2 separate regions of the Mus musculus genome follow, and region 2 is linked to region 1. A link is a contact called in public promoter capture Hi-C data. All regions are on one chromosome and are shown on one strand. Each heading gives the region's core, a stretch centred on a gene start, on an enhancer-like site or on the middle of the called end of the contact. The rest is flanking DNA. Distances are from core to core; before and after follow the strand shown. Region 1 overlaps Fryl (FRY like transcription coactivator). Region 2 holds the start of Ociad2 (OCIA domain containing 2).

What was found. Promoter capture Hi-C pulls out the DNA fragments that hold promoters and counts their contacts.
Region 2: a contact with region 1 is called in a promoter capture Hi-C map of pre-B cells, with 5 times the contacts expected there. The contact joins the promoter of Ociad2 here to the enhancer-like site in region 1. A contact is called at or near these places in 20 of 39 promoter capture datasets (the 3T3-L1 cell line, 3T3-L1-derived adipocytes, the C10 cell line and 13 more), 1 of 484 Hi-C or Micro-C datasets (regulatory T cells), 7 of 115 datasets of contacts at active chromatin or transcription factors (craniofacial prominence, embryonic basal ganglia, embryonic forebrain and 4 more) and 4 of 9 other capture datasets (adipose tissue, liver, macrophages and 1 more).

Annotation. Positions count from the first base shown.
Region 1 is chr5:73,117,433-73,123,484 of GRCm38.p6, reverse strand. Fryl (FRY like transcription coactivator) reads left to right here. Exons shown (of 63, transcript NM_028194.2): 10 at 1,104-1,272; 11 at 1,529-1,621; 12 at 3,569-3,667; 13 at 4,900-5,001. Among named protein-coding and RNA genes, the nearest start is that of 1700071G01Rik, 37 kb to the left of the region's middle. Within about 2 kb of position 2,969, at least 15 of the 459 cell types and tissues checked have an H3K27ac peak or open chromatin away from gene starts, as enhancers often do. A contact at or near this core is called in pancreatic islet, where this site is marked.
Region 2 is chr5:73,335,084-73,341,135 of GRCm38.p6, reverse strand. Ociad2 (OCIA domain containing 2) reads left to right here and starts at 2,189. Exons shown (of 7, transcript NM_026950.4): 1 at 2,189-2,605; 2 at 5,191-5,316. The coding sequence starts at 5,251.

The sequences.
Region 1 (6,052 bases), core at 1,720-4,219:
AAATGCTAAGTTACCGGCCAAGGTGACTCTATGTGTCAGGGATGATAGAGCCTAAATGGCTGGAGAATTTATGGTAGGGTAGCAGCCTCAAATGAGTTGTGAGAGAAAGAAATACAGCACTGTGGAGCTAAACTGCAGGGTCTCCACTCATGCACATGCGGAGCATGGAGAAGTGTGAAGCGGTTCACACTACAGGAGACTCACACCCAAGGTGTTCCCACTGAGGGGGAAGAGGCCCGGGGAGGGAGACCTGTCGACCAAGGCTGAGTCTGGTCTAGAACAATTTCTTTTATTGTAGTGATTTACATTCAATCGCCAATCAATCGTTCCTGTGGATTTTTCGGCTGTTGGTTTTTGTTTAGTTTTGTTTTTGAGACAGGGTCTCACCTTTGTAGCCTAGGTTGACTTAGAACTTGCTGCCCAGCCTAGATTGGCCTCAGACTCTCGTCAAAGCTCCTGTCCCAGCCTCTGATTCTATCCACGTACCAGAGGGCTTGACTTTAGATACCTGTTTTCAATATAACCAAGGAAATGCTAGTCACACAGGTTGTGGGTGTGAACTCAGGACTGTGCTCACACTTTGCACACCTGATCTAATGATCCTAGTGACACAGGGAGAACAGAGCCTTTCTTCTGTGTTTCTGTACACGGGACACTAATTTTCAGTTATAATCAATACCCTCCAATTGATTGGTCTCTTTGAATTAATTTGTAGTCCCTGATCTATTCCCCTATGTAACTGTCAGAGGAAACTTAGAAAAGGGCTTTAAATTTTGGAGATAACCTTATTCATATGATGATAATTTGTGAGGACATGATTTAGTGCTGTTGTATTGTCCGTAATAAACAACAGTGACATAAGAAAATATCCTGTATGATTTCTTCTTTCAGAGGCACTGGCTTTGAAATAAACCCAGAGCACATTAGCATAGTTCCATCCTCCTGAGTGAGTTTCTCTGCTCGTTATGATTAGGGCAGAGTATGTGTCCTTCCGGATAAAGATCCTTTGATCTCACCTTAAAGATCACTTGGGTTAATTTAAGCGGGGAGGGGGGTGGGGGTGGGGCTGACTCAAGTCCGTGATGCCTCCGCGTACATTACAGGTTCCAGGCTGTGAGGAAGAAGTTCGTGACTGAGCTGAAAGAGCTGCGGCAGAAGGAGCAGAGCCCACACGTGGTCCAGAGCGTCATCAGCTTGATCATGGGGATGAAGTTCTTCCGAGTGAAGATGTATCCCGTGGAAGATTTCGAAGCATCCTTTCAGTTCATGCAGGTGACAGTCCTCCCACCCTCAGGGCTGGCAGTTACAGTGAGCCCCAAACTATCTGTTCTCGTTCCTGTTAAGGCCATTATTACTGATTTTTTTTTTCACATGTGATGACTATCCTTGCTATAGAGTAACTTTGTCCTCACTTCAGGCCATCTTGCCCTTAGCTTTGTGATTAAAATAAGCAAGTGTTCTTGAAAATGTGATTATTATGAATTCTTCAACCTCTTGTCAGTCTAAACATCCCTCCTTTCCCTTCAAGGAATGCGCTCAGTATTTCTTAGAAGTAAAAGATAAGGACATAAAGCACGCACTTGCTGGTTTATTCGTGGAGATCCTTATCCCCGTAGCCGCTGTAAGTACAGACCTATGTCTTAGTACCATGCGCCATACGAAGGCCTGCCTCCCTTTCCTCCCTGAAAGCTCTTGCAATGGCGTGAGCCCCTGCTGGCCCCACCCCCTGTGCTCCCCACTCCCGAGTGGTCAGTTTGTTATGTTGATGGGTATAGATAGCCTTGTGAATCCTTTTATAGATTTTGATTATTTTCCAGTTATTGTAGACAATAGGGCAAATCTATCCTCCTTTGGTCTTGGCCAGATATGAAAGTTAATTGTGTTTTATTCAAATTTCTCTCGACATAACTAGTGAACAGGCTTATCTTCATGTTGAGAAAGAAAACCGCTCTGGCTTCCACTTTCTTTCATGGTCTGGTGGCCTGTGCATTTCTATGAATTGCCTGGCATGCTCATGCACTGCTTTGGAAACACACGTAGGAGAGGTGGGGTGGCCGGGAAATTGCTTGTTTGTTTGTTTGGTTGGTTGGTTGGTTTGGTTTTGGTTTGGTTTGGTTTGGTTTGGTTGGGTTTTTGCTTGTTTGTTTGTTTGAGACAGGGTTTCCTCTGTGTAGCCCTGGCTGTCCTGGAACTCACTCTGTAGACCAGGATAATCTCAAACTTATAGAGATCCATCCACCTGCCTCTGCCTCCCGAGTGCTGGGATTAAAGGCGTGTACCATCACTGCCCAGCTAAGATTGTTTTTTTTTTTTTTTAAAAAGTTAAGATATTGGGAAATGAATGACAGTGGTTGCCACAGTATTGAAACCTGCCTTTCCTTTTAGCTTACCACTAAATTAGGAAGGATTCTTTTTTAATGGGTACAAATAACAGCTGTGAATTAAAGGTTTACCAGTAACAGTCATCTCTCAGCCTTGTATTTAGTCCCATAAACTAGATTCACATTATTAACAAACAGGAAAGGCTATCTTTATTTTTTAAAAAATCAGTTGCCACTGTCATCTGTTATCTGCAGTGACTTCCCCAGGTCCGTTCACTCTTGAGTATGTTGGGTAGAAAGTCTACAGAGGAGTTTTGTAGGGCCATGCTTCAACCCACAGCCCTGGTCCCCTTGTGAAAGGGCTGCCACTATCCTGGGACATCTTATGTCTTGAATGACCTCCTCCTCCTCTTTGCCTGGCTGGTCTGTCTTTAGTCCTTCGTTGTATACTGTCTTGTGTGTATCAGGGACTCATCTGTGCATAGGAAATAGACCCCAGCAAGCTGGGAAGTATTCTATATGACTCTCGGGCTTACTTCTGGCATGCAAGCAGAGAATAAACTTGAATGCAGCATATGCAGGGTGTCATGTCGCGGCAGGTACCATGAAGAACTTGCGTGGGCACACAGAAGGAAGGATTGGCTGAGGGTAGGGGAGCTGAACTCTTAAATAGAGTATGATTATGTAAGTTCCATCTTGAGAGAGAGAGAGAGAGAGAGAGTGACAATTGAGCCAACAAACACTAAGGGAGAAAGACATGCTCCGTCTGGGGAAAGAGCATCTCCGACATCCAGTTTGGGTACCCTGAGATGTTGTAGAGGCAGCCGGGAAGATGCTGCGGCGTGTCCCATCTCCCAGGGGCAGAGCTGTAGGGGCTGAGGCTGGAAGGGTTAAGCAGGAGGTTTTTCAATAAACAAGCTGGGTTCAGCTTAGTGCTCACTTCCTCACAGTGTCCCTCCAAAGGCCTCTCTGCGGAGCACAGCCGGGCTTGTCCTTGTGCACCTACCCTGCATTCTCACCTCCCATCTGCTCGATTGCATCCTCTGCTGGTTCCAGCAGGCCAGGGACCAGGTTTACTTTATAACATTTGGTACCTAAGACTTGTATGTAAATCTCAGTGAATCATTAACTTACTTCAGACTTGGCAGACAGATCTCATAAGGCTCTTAGGGTTTATGGGCACTGACTGTTTTTATTTGTTTGTTTGTTTGTTTTTCATCTCTGTTTGTCTTTAACTCTTTCCCTAGGCTGTTAAAAATGAAGTCAATGTCCCCTGTTTGAAAAATTTTGTGGAGATGCTGTATCAGACTACATTTGAACTTAGTTCCAGAAAGAAGCATTCGCTGGTACGGAGAAGTGTTTCAAACCTTTGTGTGCTCCGTTGGGTGTTTTAGTCATTGATTTATGGCCCCGGTAGAGATTGGAGAAGTGTAAAATGTGAACTTGTAAAATACCCAGGACAGGGCAGACTTTGCACATTTTAGATTTTCTACTTTTTATTATCGGGGGTGGGGCAAACTGTTAGAGATGGAGGGGGGGGAGGGAAGGGGAGGAAGGGAGACAGAGAGGCAGAGGAGGGAGGGAGAGAGAAGGTGAGATGGAAGAGAGTGGGGAAGGGAGGGAGACAGAGTTTATTGAGTAAGTATGAGGCTCCTGCCTGCTGAGTTGTAACTGGAGCACTGTCTTGTAGCTGGCCAGTCTTATTTTACTGCCTCTTTGTTTAATGGGTCCTTTAGACTTCCTGCCCAGTGTTTCCCTGTCTTTTTGTTGTTGTTTTGTTTTTGGGGTTTTGTTTTTTTTTTTTTTTTTGGTTTTGTTTTGTTTTTTAAATATTTTGTTTCCCTGTCTTGACAGGTGTCTTAAATTTTATATTATGTTATATGTTGAATATAGTTTTCTGTTAAACCATAACTTTTTTTTATTGTATACCATACAATTGTATTCAAAAGTATCATGTTTTAAGAACCGTTCCCTGTGCCGTCTCGTCATTTCCGTTCTGAGGCCGATGGCACTTTCTTCCCCCCCAGTAAACCCATGTGCTTCACACCATTTTCCTGCAGTTAGGCGAAGTGTGGAGAACTGGCCAACTATTGACCATCTACACTGAAGCGAAAATAATCATGAATCTTACTTGTGGCAGACATGGCCCTAAATGCTCCACATTCTTTGGCACACGCCTCCGTCGGACATTTGTGGTCATCGCTGGTCACTTTACGCGTTTGGAAAATAAGCCTCTGCAGTCACGTGCTTGGCCGCAGTCAGCTGGGATTCTAATGCCATGCTGACCTTGCTCTGCTCTGTTCAGAAGCACTGTAGTGGGGACTGGATGAGAAAGTGCAGGGAGGAGGAAGAACCTGTCCCATTGGGGGAGGTTGGCTTGAGGGATTGGTCTCGGGGAATGCGGTCTTCCCTCATTCCTTGTTAGCCTATGAAATGGCGTTTCAGATTGAAAATGGGGAAACTGTATTAAAATGTCTTGAATTTTTTTTTTCTTTAGTAGCACAAACGAAGCCACCATCCAGGAGTCCCGCACCTTGCCGTAAAGAGTGTTAATTCTCTTTTTTTCTCTCTCTGGCAGGCTTTGTACCCACTAATTACCTGTCTTTTATGTGTCAGTCAGAAACAGTTTTTTTTAAATAACTGGCATATTTTCCTACAAAACTGTTTGTCACATTTAAAGGTAAGACACTGTTACATCTCTGACCCGTGGATACTGTGATGTGTTCATTTCTCTGTGTCCACAGAACGGTAAATAGCACAGCTTTGATTACTCTTGGTGCATTTGTGATAGTCTCTGTAAGGAATCATGTGTTGGAAATAATAAACCTTTACTTGAACATTTTAGTTTGTATTAAATGCAGAAATATGTATTTCAAGAGCCATCATATCATCTTAGATATGGTGATATTTACTTTTACAATTATCAAGAACTATGAATAAACTATTACTTAGTCTCATAAAACCCTTCATGTAGGTATTTTGTTTGTTGTTCTAAGAAAGTTCCGTAATGTTGGCTCAAGCCTGAGTAATATCAAAAGCTTTGATAGTAAATTGTCACTAGATGCTCCACAGTGAGTGTGCACAGCCGGATCTGAACCCTGGGCACCAGATCCCCAGCTTGTGAGCACCTTAAGCTGTCGTGTCACCGGAGGGGTACTTGTTACTCCCACCCTCTGGCACGACCACACTTGTCCTTTCTGAGTGTCACCAACACAGGCATGAGAAACTGTTTTCTCCCCAGGCTGCTCTGCTCTCCTGGGCCTCATTTCCTCTTTGGCTATGAACGAACACAATCAGCAGCTAACACTTAGGGTGGGACTTGGTTCCCAGTGCCTCTTCTGCATGTCCCACGAATACAGGGTTCGCGGAGTCCATCGGATTCTGGATTACAAGCCAGAGAAGTGTGATCGATTGACAATTCCCTTCCTGTTCTTTGTCTGAGTTACCTTGGAGACTGAAAGCCTGATGTTTTGACTGTAGGAAAGCCAAGGCACAGCCAGGTTAAATGATGGTCTCAGGCTGTGTGACTCAGAGTATTGTGAACAACAGGACTGACTCGTTTATCCTTCAGGAATAGTCCTCTGGATATAATCTTTAATATCTTCATGATTTAAAATATTATCTTCAAACCTGCTTTGACTTCCTAGTAAGGTATATGGAAGCTGTAAGTCTTCCAAAAGCGCTTTTGTCTGATTTTACTTTTATACTTATATTCATTTATATTGTCCCTT
Region 2 (6,052 bases), core at 940-3,439, 220 kb before region 1:
AGTTTGGACCAGGCTGAGCAAAAAAGCAGAAAGGAGGGAGTATGAGTCTTTCAGCCTCTCCCTCAGAGGACCTGAGGGCTGAATCATGCAAGCCCAGCTAATGAATCTAGATGTTGCCTGGAAACAACACGGGACTGCAGAGATGGTTCACACTGGAGCCTGCCCTGAGTAGCTTGGCACATGCTAAACTAACCTCTGAGTATCAGCTATGCAGCCATGATCCTCAGGCCCTACACAATGCTGAAGTAAGGACCAACACAGACTTCATTCCACGGGTAAGACTTTCAGGGCCAAGCCCGGGGTTCTTTTATTCTAGTGTTTCATTGAAGGTCACTCCTTTGTGGAACTGCCTCGTGCCTTGTCACTTCGAGCACGCTTGCACACGGATGTACCAGCATGGTCAAACAAGGCTCATTAAAGGAGTTTGTGCTATAAGGGGTACATGCTTGCACACAGATGTACCAGAGTAGCCAACCAAGTACTATTTAAGGAGTTTGTGCTATAAGTGTGACCAAGGGTAATTTCTAGCTATTTAAAGCATTTTACTGGAACATTCTGGTGGGAAGTGGATATGCAAATGAGGCACACATACTCCGACACTCAGTGCAGCAAGATGGTGTAGGGTAAATGCCACTTTGAAGGTTTGTGTGAGGTGTAAGGGAGATGGCTCATCTACTTCGCAAGAACACTTAGAAAGCGCAGCTCTGAAAACCACAGCACCACAGGGGCTTATTTCTGACTTCTGGTAACAGAAAATAAAATTAGCAGGCCTACGTTACCTTTAATTTGAGAGTCAAATTGGGTCAAGGGAAAATGAAACGCCACAGGGAGAGTCTGCCGCTGTCTACTAGGGATGGAGAATCAACTAAACCAGCAATATCTTTTTTTTAAAAAAAAGTTATTTTAGTCATGTGTATGTGTGTGCAAGTGCTCACATCTGCCCACAGAGACCAGAGGAAGGAGTCTTGTCCCTTAGAGTGGAGTTTCAAGTTCTTTCAAGCCTAACTCTGGTCCTCTGGAAGAGCGGCAAGTGCTCTTAACCACCCAGCTCTGGAGGGTGGGGGCAGGAAGGTGGAGGCGTAATCAATCTTGTATTGCCAATTTCAGAGGACCGATCTTTAAATGATTAACATGTCTGTATATAGAGCTGAGCAGAAATCTGATCTGGAAGGCCAAAGGACACATTGCTGGGCTTGGTGACCTCCTGAAATGGGTATAAAGTCAACTAAAAGCAAGCAGGGGTGGTGCTTTCTCCACTGTACATTTCCCCAGTGGACTGTTATGGTGATAAGTACCCTGAGAGGACACAACTTTTCCTGAGTGTGAAAGAGAAGAGGGTCTTTTTCCAGCCAGGCTGGAGGCCAGGGTAGAAAAGGCCAGGACAGGGCCTGGAGAGATGGCACAGTGGCTAAGAGCACCTGTTGTTCTTGCAGAGGACTTGGGTTCAGTTCCCAGCACCCGCTTGGCAGCTCACAAGCATCTGTAACTCCAATTCCGGGGGGTGGGGGTGGGGGGTCCCGATGCCCTCTTCTGATCTCTGTGGGCAGCAGGAAATGAACTGTTAGTCACAGGATGTTAGTTTGGACAGAGGGGTGGGTAAGGAAGCCCCGTTGTGGGGGTTAAAGCTAGAAAATATAAGTTGCCTCTGGAATTGCAACTTCCAAATTTCCCCCCTCAGCACTGCAAGACTGGTCAGTCAGTCAGTCTCTGCAGACAGAGCGTCTTTCTGGAAATTCTTGTTCACAACACACACATACATTTACATAGATACACATTCACACATGTATACATGCATTCACACACCACCACTCACATACATGCACACCCTCTCATACTCCTAGACACCATCAAATGCACTAACACACATATACTTACACTCAGTCACATACAATTACATAGACATACATACATACATGTATACGCTCATATATACACTTACCCACACTCACATAATATAGGCACAGGTTTATGCTAACATATATTTACATACATACACACAGAGACACACATATATACTCATATGTGTTCACATATATACTTGCACATTCTCACATACATAGGCACTCATTTATAGTCACACATACTAGGATATACGCGCGCGCGCGCGCACACACACACACGCACGCACGCACACACACACACTCAGTGCCTTCCCCTCATAGGCTAGCCATTGGGAGGGTAAAAGCTTGGCAAAAGAAGGCTAAGGAACCAAGGTGGGCTGTAATTGACTCCCTCGGGGTTGGGGACCCTACCGGGCTGTCCCGGCTGTCCGCAGCACAGTGCTTTTGTTCTGAGGTGAATGCTTAAATCCGCCCAGAGAGGGGGTTCAGGGAAACAGTTGGAGTCGCCTGTGTTTTTGTTGGGAGGACGGAGTCACGTGAAAAACAATGAGGTAGAGTATAGCAAGTGTTAGGAAGAGACTGAGAAGTGGGGGCTTCTGGAAAGTGCTGGATTCTCCCAGTGTCACCAACAGAGAATGAGACTGCAAGTGGGGGCGGGCTGCACTTGCTGAGTCTTGAGCTAGCGACGCGCAGAGGTGCGGGGAGGAGCGAGCGCTGGAAGGAAGAGGAAGGAGGGAAGAAAGGAAAGATCGCCAAGAAAAAAGGTGAGGGGAGAGGAGAGGGGCCCTGGGGTTCGGGTTGGGGCGGTGGGCGTGTGCGGCGCGCGGGAGGGGTGTCTGCAGTCGTGTGTGTGTGTGTGTGTGTGTGTGTGTGTGTGTGTGTGCGCGTGCGTGCGCAGCTCCGCCTCGGTAGCACCCACCCGCACTTGTGAGCCCACAGAGGGTGGTGTGCGGGCAGGAGAGGTGGCCTGGGGCAGTGTCTTTCTCTGCTGGCTTTCCTTCCCGGGTGCTGGGGACTTGCGCAGGCCCTTCACAGACTGCACCGCCGCCGCTCCGCCGTAGCCAGTCTCCAACGCTTGCCTGCCTGGCTCCTCTCCAGGTGCCACCAACTCCTGCGACCCCAAGCAGGGGTGTAGCTTGGAGTTTTGCAGGCAGCCTTCTTGGAAGGGTCTAGCCTTTAAATCTAGCTAGCTGATTCTGGGCCAACCTCCCCTCCCCCGCCACAGACTGGGTCAGGCACCAGACCTGAGAGTGTGTGCGTGTGTGTTCACGCGCATGTGCCCAGAAGGTAAGGCTTGCTCAAAGCAAGCAACTGGGTTCTGGAAGACCCAGCCCACCAACACTGAGGTGTGTGGTTGCTTGCTTCCTGATTCTTGAGATGGCTCTGGGTCTGACTGGGAATTTAAAAAAAAAAAAAAAATCATCTAATTTGCCTATAGGTGGCAAAGATTTCCTAGGGTCTTAATTCCTAGAAAATAAGATGCCCAGAGCCACTCTGACAATTGTTCCCCTACTGTTCAGACACCTATCACTGTGCCCTGGTCCTGTCTTCATTTCTCATCCCCATCCTTGCACAGCTTAAGACTGCTGTGCCCAAGTCTCAGATGACACAGTGGAGGCCCAGACACTTTATATCCCTTATTCCAATTCTCAGGACCTGCAAAGAAAGTCAGAATTAAAACTGGTGTGTTGCAGGACATTGTTCCAGACTTTTAACAATGCACTCGGGTGGCAGACAGATCTCTGGGAGTTTGAGGCCAGCCTAGCCTGCACAGGGAGTTAGAGGACAACGAGAGTGACATAGTGAGACTCTATCTCATGGGGACAGGTGCACACAGTCAGGCTCTTATTACCCTCTCCAGTATCTAACACTGTAGAGCATCATGTTACTCCCCAACAACACTAGGCACCCAAGATGGAATGTACAGGGAGGGGCCCTGGGCTTCTTTTTCTTGCTACTGAGTTACTAATGTAGAAAATACGATTCTATATGAGCTGTCTGTTTTGTAGGAGAGTCGATGGGGCCCAGGACTAGGGAAGAAGATGAGGCTCATGGTCCACTTGGAGAATGTCCATCTTTGCCAGCCCCGGGCCCTGGGATGGAGGCTGATGGCTTCTTCCCTGGTGATTGTCAGTGCTTCCCTCACAGTCATCTCCTTGGCCAATGATCTTTTTATTCGCTCGCCAATCCTCCTTTGGGTTCCGTGTTCACATTTTCCAGTACTCTCTGTAGACGAGTGTGTCCCTGGCTTTAACGTGCATCCCTATGATGGCCATTGTCAAATTCATCTCTCCAGCCTTCCCTAATCGGAAATTCCAGAGCCAGATCCCCAAATACGTTAGTCTTTACTGAATAAAGGGTTTGTACCCAACTACCCCCCAGCTCCCAAGTCCAATATTTCCTAAGCCAAATCTCTCACCTTCATGCGTCTGGAAAAGATCTCAGTTTGGGTCTTGGGTTTCTTATCTAGACAGGTTAATCGCTGTCTAAACATGCCGCCCTGCTCCCGGACTCCCCGACTCTAACCCTTGAAAGCTCAGGAGTACAGTGATGGCTGGGACAGACCTTTATTATTCCCTGTTCTTGCCTCTTGGACCTTCTCCTAGTGAATAACTGCTGACTTACCAGTAGCCCCCCTTTTAGCCTGTGCTCCTCCTACGGTGAGTTTACTTTGGCTTTCATGGCCTCCTTGGCATATCACTGACACTCAGCACACATTTGGATACTTATTAACTTTTAATAACACTTTGAGACATTTTAAAGACCTAGTTTGTAGGCAGTAAAACATGTGCACAATAAAACCCATCACTGTTGGTTAGTGTGGGTCCATGACAGGATGTATAGGTGTGTATTGGGGAGTCTTTAGAAATTGAGATTTAGAGACTAAAGAGACCTAAGTTCAATTCTCAGCACCCACATTAGGAGGTTTAGAGCTGTATATGTGTAACCCCAGCTCCAGGGCATTTGACTCTCTGACCTCCATTAACACTGATACATTATTACAAATTTTAAATCTTTTTTGTGTGTGTGTGTGTGTGGATAAAGGCACTTGCCACCAAGCTTGATAACTTAAGTTTGATCCCCAGAACCCACCCGACAGGAGAGAACTGACTCCTGCAAGTTTGTCTCTGACCTCCGTGTGTATGTGACATAATGTGTCCCCACTACACCCCCAATAATAAATAATTGTTTAAAAGCTCGAGTTTCTACATGGCTGCAGGTTAAGACAGATAACGAAGTGAAAGCAGTAAGTTCTCTGTCAGTGGTGCTGATGTGAGGGGTGATTTGAAGCCTGGGGCATAAACATTCAGACCTGGTGTGTACAGTGAGTCTCTTCTACTTCTCTTAGTCCTCAAAACAAGGAGGATACAGAGCACTCGACGGCAATAGAAGAAAACGCAACAGCGTCATGGCCTCAGTGTCCACTCATGGGAACCAAGAAAAAAGCCCCCACTTGCCGCCACTGAGCAAGCAGGTAAGTTTGAGCTTGAGATTCTGCCATCTGAAGAAAACGGTTACAGGAGACTCTCACTAGAGCCTGTCATTGGTCAATCAGCCACGACTCTGTGTGTGTATGTGTGTTCCTGTACGCAAAGGCCAGGGATTGATGTTCACCATCTTCCGTAGTCAGTTCACATCATTTCCAAAAAATATTTATGTGTTTGTTTATTTGTCCATTTGTTGCTTATTTACTTAGCCATTTCTTTAGCGTGTGTGTGCTGCACTCACACATGCCATGGCTGGCGAGTGTGTGGAGGTCAGGGGACAACTTGCAGGAGTCATTTCTCTCCGTGTACCATGTGGGCTCAATGGATTGAACTCAAGGTCATCAGGCTTGGTCACCAGTGCCTTGGCCTGCCCAGCCAACTCGCCAGCTCTCCACTTTATGATTTGAGACTGGGTCTCTCACTGAACCTGGAGCTCAGTGGTTCAGCCAGACTAGCCGGCTTGTAAGTTACAGGTGTCCCTCTGTCTCCGCTTCTTCAGCCCTGAAATTACAGACACGTGCCACTACACCCCGATTTTCAAGTGGTCCTGGGGATCCAGACTCTGTCCATCATGCTTGTGTGGCAAGCACTTTACCAGCTAAGACGTCTCCTGACTCTTTTTTTTTTTCAAATGCTTTTTCTCAGCCAGGCTCTTTGTCAGATGGACACAGGAAGGAGGAAGGAAGATGCGTTTGGGCTGTCTTGAAAAGCACGTTAAAATTT